2 separate regions of the Sus scrofa genome follow, and region 1 is linked to region 2. A link is a contact called in public HiChIP or PLAC-seq data. All regions are on one chromosome and are shown on one strand. Each heading gives the region's core, a stretch centred on a gene start, on an enhancer-like site or on the middle of the called end of the contact. The rest is flanking DNA. Distances are from core to core; before and after follow the strand shown. Region 1 overlaps NFIB (nuclear factor 1 B-type). Region 2 overlaps LOC100514506 (a long non-coding RNA gene).

The links. HiChIP or PLAC-seq counts read pairs in DNA pulled down with a chosen protein or histone mark.
Region 1: a contact with region 2 is called in an H3K27ac HiChIP or PLAC-seq map of skeletal muscle. The contact joins two enhancer-like sites. A contact is called at or near these places in 3 of 47 Hi-C or Micro-C datasets (epiblast stem cells and skeletal muscle) and 1 of 2 datasets of contacts at active chromatin or transcription factors (skeletal muscle).

The regions. Positions count from the first base shown.
Region 1 is chr1:208,238,450-208,241,149 of Sscrofa11.1, forward strand. The region is part of intron 2 of NFIB (nuclear factor 1 B-type); the gene reads left to right. Among named protein-coding and RNA genes, the nearest start is that of NFIB, 57 kb to the left of the region's middle. Within about 2 kb of position 1,437, at least 5 of the 83 cell types and tissues checked have an H3K27ac peak or open chromatin away from gene starts, as enhancers often do. A contact at or near this core is called in skeletal muscle, where this site is marked.
Region 2 is chr1:208,148,823-208,151,522 of Sscrofa11.1, forward strand. The region is part of intron 1 of LOC100514506 (a long non-coding RNA gene); the gene reads right to left. Among named protein-coding and RNA genes, the nearest start is that of NFIB, 32 kb to the right of the region's middle. Within about 2 kb of position 1,274, at least 36 of the 83 cell types and tissues checked have an H3K27ac peak or open chromatin away from gene starts, as enhancers often do. A contact at or near this core is called in skeletal muscle, where this site is marked.

The DNA.
Region 1 (2,700 bases), core at 187-2,686, 90 kb after region 2:
ACGTACTTCAGTGCACTTTGACTTGTTCCTACCTGTTTTCCTTACTCCAGTGTCTTGTGATTCCTCTCAGTATCCGGTGGTTCTGTCCTGTCCCTGTTCATGAGAGTGCTCCCTCAGAGCCTCCTCCTTTAAACTGCCATCAGAAGCCATTCCACAGAAGCTAAACTCAAACCCATGTGAACCTGTCTGGAGGTGATATTGGATGCCTAGTTTTCAAATTCAACCCCAGTCAACTAAAGCGCCCTGTTTCCATCTTTCCATTCAGACAGAAGAGCCTTCTAATCATAATATATCACAGTGCCCCTGGGCCTTTTTTTCTGGAGCCTAAGGCAGCAAGCCCCCACTTGTGTGAGTAATTTCTCCTCTATCATATATAAGGTAGGATTCTGTTCAGGGGCCATTTATGGTCACGTCCAGTTTATTTCCATGATGCCTCAAACTTAGACCATTTTGATATAGGGTAGATCCTTGACATTTATGAGAGATTTTTCCAAAGATGATCATGAAGTTTACATCTAAATTTACACATAGCCTTTTGAAATATAATTTCTTCCCCAGGTATCTGTATTTGGGCAAGAACCACCACTTCTGTAAGCCTTTTCACTTTCTCTTCACTCCCATCACCATCACGAGTAATTGGCTTTTCTTTCAGCGGCCTTTTATTTTTTAAACAAAGAAACAGTGTTATCGCTTCATGAGCTTTCTATGTAACAATGAATAGAGAGGGAACAACAAAATCACTTTGAGATGTGGCTGTTGAATAGTTGGCCGGGTTCATACAATACCTAAGTGATTCTCTTCAGTCTTGCATGCCCATGGTTCAAATTTGTCCTCAGCAAAATGACAAATATGATTATAGAACTCTCCTTCCCTCCTTACAGAACTTTTATTAATATTTCCTGCACCTTAGAATGTGGTTTGGGGAAACACCGGAATTGTGTAGGAGCCCCTGAGTGAAAGCAGATCCTAGAAAGAAGGTATATTGAAAAGAGCCAGGGATGATATGTTTGTTAGTCCCGGGGCTCAGTTTCAAGTTGAGCAAATGTGTGTGTTTGTGTGAATATGCATGTAGACAGGTGCATTTGTGTCTATTATTGTTATAGTCTTTCCATGTGACATGCTTTAAAATGGAATGACATCCTTACTAACCTGATTTATGAAGCTATTGTGTAAAACTTTCCAAAAAAAGCATTTAGGAAATGACGGTGTAGTAGAAAAGTAAACAGATGAAATGGTGGGACTATTTCTCAAAGCAGTTTCCTAATTCATATTCGATGTTCAGCAAAATCTCACCATAAGACATCCAGGGCAACCTAAAAAATATATTGCTGGTAGCAGCTGCAACAGAAAGAGAATTCACGAGGGCTGTAATAGTGAGACCTCATCAAGCTTCATCCAAGAAGTATGGGCTACTTTTATGCCAGCTCCTTGCCTTGTGGCTGAAGAGGGCTCTGGCTCAGAGAGCTGATCTGGAAAGGCAGCCCAGGGCTACATACCCTAGATGAGTAGAATAATCTTAGATACTTACACGCCATCCTATTCTCACCAGCATAGCTCTTAGACTGGAAGGGCCAAATTATTTAGCAAAATTCTTAAAGCATTGTTCCCTTACCAATAAGCATCCAAGGTTTAACAGCCTGTTGATTAAATTGCATGTTGGAATCAATTGCCCTGTTAGATCAGAGCAGTTGTAAAAGTAGATCTGAATGAAAGTTCTCAGTAGTGATAAGCGGTACTTTTGCTTCCCCTGAATTTATATTCTAAAATGAGTCATCAAAGAGGTTCTTTTACAGCTTACTCTGTCCATAAAAGAGCACTCAAGATGCTTGACAACAACAGCCACCACCACTAAAAACGTAAATGGAAGGGAAAAAAAAAGAGTCCACACTTTTCAGTTTACTAAATTGCCTTAAACAAAACATAGTTCTAGGAGATACTGATATAATGCTCTAAAAAAACCCCTCACCTCTTAAAAAAAAATCTTATCTTTCTTGAGCCCTGCAGCAAATTATTCTGCCTACACGTATTAATAAATTCAGACAAGGACACCATAGAAGGTGCACTGTAGACGTCATTGCTGGAATTATCTCTTTATTGCTGAAAGATTTCCGAGGTTTTCTTGTTTGTTGAACACCAAGTGGGGCACTAGGGCTGCAGGTTTTTGCTGGCCCTGGAGCATTTGCCGTCTAATGTCCAGTTTGTGGAAGGGCCACCTCCAGTGTCACTCAGCCTTTTGCAGTAGCTGGGATAAGGCATTAGCAGTCACCTCATGGCCACCAAGTTCTGGACTTGCTCAGTTGTGTAGGTGTGTATCATCTCATTTGCCTTGACCTTGCTTTGATTCTCATTTTACAGGGGAGGAACCTGAGACTGTGTTGAACTGGCTTGCCCAAGGCCAAACAAGGAATAGGTGTCCCAGTCAGGTTTAGGAGCAGGGCAGCCTGGCTTTCGTGCCCCTGGTGCTACCATTTGGCAAAACTGCCTCACCTCTACAAGTGATTGAGTCTCTGTGAGGAGTTGGGCCCTTCCTCTAGGTGCTCTCAGCTCTGCTCATTTCTGATGAAGCAGAGCAGAAGCTCCTCAGAACCCAGGTAGAGGCAAAGCGAGGTCAAACCCAGCTGTGGGGGCTTAGTTCCTAGTTCTTTTGAGAAGGCAGGTCTCCAAGGTAGCCCCAGACTGCTGTCTATGCATGTTTTGAGG
Region 2 (2,700 bases), core at 24-2,523:
CGCACCAGACCCGGGCTGTGTGCTTCCCAAGTGAAACTTGCAGCCCCAGGGCCAGACGGAGCTATCCTTCCCACAGGTTCTTGTGAGAGAAAAGCACCCCCTATCCCCAGTCTCCGAAATTTCCTCCAACGGGCTGCAAAGGCTCAAATTGTCCTTCCTAGCTCCGCTCCCTCATCCAGTTAGGTTGTGTAAAAATACGGAGATTCTGTTTGCTCTCAAGAACAGAGTGATTTCCCTCAAGAAACTCCTACAAGAGCTTTAAGCAGCCTCTGCGTTGCAGCGCGTCCAAGCCGCCGCGGAATTTTCCGATTTTCAAGAGGTAGTAAAGTGAATTTCGGTGCAGAGAAAAGTGAGGGGTGTTATCGTTGCAAGGTGGGGGTGGGCGCGAGGAAGAGCTAGGAGGCTTTTTGTTTTCTAAAGTTAGACTTGCTCCAAAGTGCCAGTACAAACTGCAACGCGTTGTGGTTTCCGAATTTAGAGAATCGTGTGGAGTTTGTGCCCACCCCTGCGGCCAGGGGCCCCACACAGCGTTCTGGGGCCCACCTCCCTGTCCCCAAGAGCAAGCGGAAGCCGGGGGCGGAGTGGGGGGGGCAACTCTCTGGGCAACGCCAGGCGCAGCTGACTTTGTCCGATACTCTCGACTCTTTGGTCTTCTCCCTTCTTGTGCCAACCCAGAACCATTCCGTCGCCGCCAGGATTGCACCGGGTGGGGGCGGGGGGGTGGGCAGGAAGGAGGGCCAAACGTCTAGGCTGCGGAATCTCCCAACAGGTAGTTTCACCCGGGAGCAGGCCAGGCTTAAATATCAAAGGCTGGGCCGACCAGACCGCCTTAAGCTGGAGCCCTGACGCAGTCACCTAGGGAGCCGGAGAAGGAAAGTTGCGTTAAGGGAGTCACTTTTAAATAACCCTGTTTTCTCTCCAATCTCCAACGTATCTCGAAATAGCGCGAGCTGTGTCGTTTGGAATGGCACTCCATGAGCCTAAATAAGCTGCTTCAGGCTGTAAATTCATATCCAATTTGGATTCTTCCCGTTCCCCCCGCCCCCAAACCCCAGTAGTTAGTACAGAACCCAGTTCGGCTTTAGAGCGGTAGGTATTTATTTGAGAATTGGGAGATTCCTCTTCGAAACGCCCTAGGCTCCAGAGCAAAAGAGGAAAAGGCTGTGTTGCACTTGGATGGTATAATTGAATTATGCCTTTCCCTGGTGCGCAGTGAGGAAAAGCAGAATGCCAGGCCGTATGCGGCATGGGCGGGCTGCGGCCTCGCGCTCCAGCGAGCGCACCACACTTCCTTCCCAGGGTGCGGGGAGAAGTTGGGTTGGGCCACTCACTGTGTCCTGCCTCCAGCAAGGAGGATCTGGCTGGGAAGTCGGCAGAAGCCTGATCATAGCTCCGTGGCTCCCACCCCTTCCGGCGCACTCTCCCAAATGTGCCCACCTGAGGCCTTGGGCGCACGTGGTGCGCGGAGACCCGGTGCGCGACTGGAAACCGAGCAGAGCTCCCCAAGCATCCCTGGCGCCCGCACGGCCCTCGCTGGGTAGGGGAAGGTGGGGGACCGAGCTCTTGAGCCGACGGATCTAATCCCGCCTTGGCAGACAAGTCTTTACTGCTGAAGCTCCGAGCCATCGCTGAGTACCGTTTTCGGCACCAATACAACCCGCCGAACTCCCAGCTCCGCCCGGTCTGTCTCCTAGAGAAACGTCCTCAGACTCCCCACAGTCCTTTGGCCCCTTGAAGCCTCTGGGGCTGGGGCGGACCTGACCTGGGAGACTTGGATCTTTAACTGCTTCAGGACCTGGTCTCCCAGTAGCACCCAGCCCGCTCCCCCGTGCCCATCCAAGCACAGCTTGTTGCCCTGCGTCTCCGCTGCTAACCGTGCTACCAAAACTTTCCAAAGTTTTCTTCGCGCTTTGCCACCTCCAGTTCCCCTAGGCTGGTGCAGGCAGGAGGAAGAAAAAGAACCCCCCCACCCCACGCCACCTCCATCTATCCTTCTCTCCTCTCCCTCCCACCTTCGGCCTCCCTTGTGAGTCCAAACCTTGAGAGTGGGAGCGCGCGTTGCTGGAGCCCCCGTAGGCACCGACTCTGCAGGGGATAGAGTTCAGAGTTGGTTCCACATCCCCCCACTCTGTGCGCCGTGGCCGTTCCCGCCCCCTCCTCCCCCACCTCGTTTGCAACTCGGGGACCTGAGGGCTTGTAGTTTAGTTTTGTTCAAATTTAGCTTTTTTTTTTTCCAGATTTTTTTTTTTCTTTGAGATTCCACCCTGCTGGAGCCTCGAGATTCCGCATGCCTTCCAGTTTCCCGGCGTGGGGATCGGGAGTCACATCCTTCGTGCCGGGCGGGTCGTTTCCCCCGAGTGGGGCGAGGGGCTCTCAGGCCGAGATTTCTCCAGCTGGGTTTTGTCTCCCTGGGAGACCCTCCGTCCTGGTGTGGGGCAAATTCCTGCTGGAGCTGGTCTCAGTGCCAGCCTCCTGTGCCTCTCCCCCACCCCCACCCCCACCCCCAACCCTCCCCACCAGAACTGTAGATGCAGCCGGTTCAGGGGATGTTTTTATGCCCGTTTAGGGAATGGGACTAGGCAGGAGAGGGGAAACGCTGTTTTAATAACTTCGTGGTCTTCCCACACACGGGAAAATTTGAGGTAGAAAGGTTCCCTCACAGAAGATCCCGCAGGGACGTGCCTCCAGGAGACTCCCAAA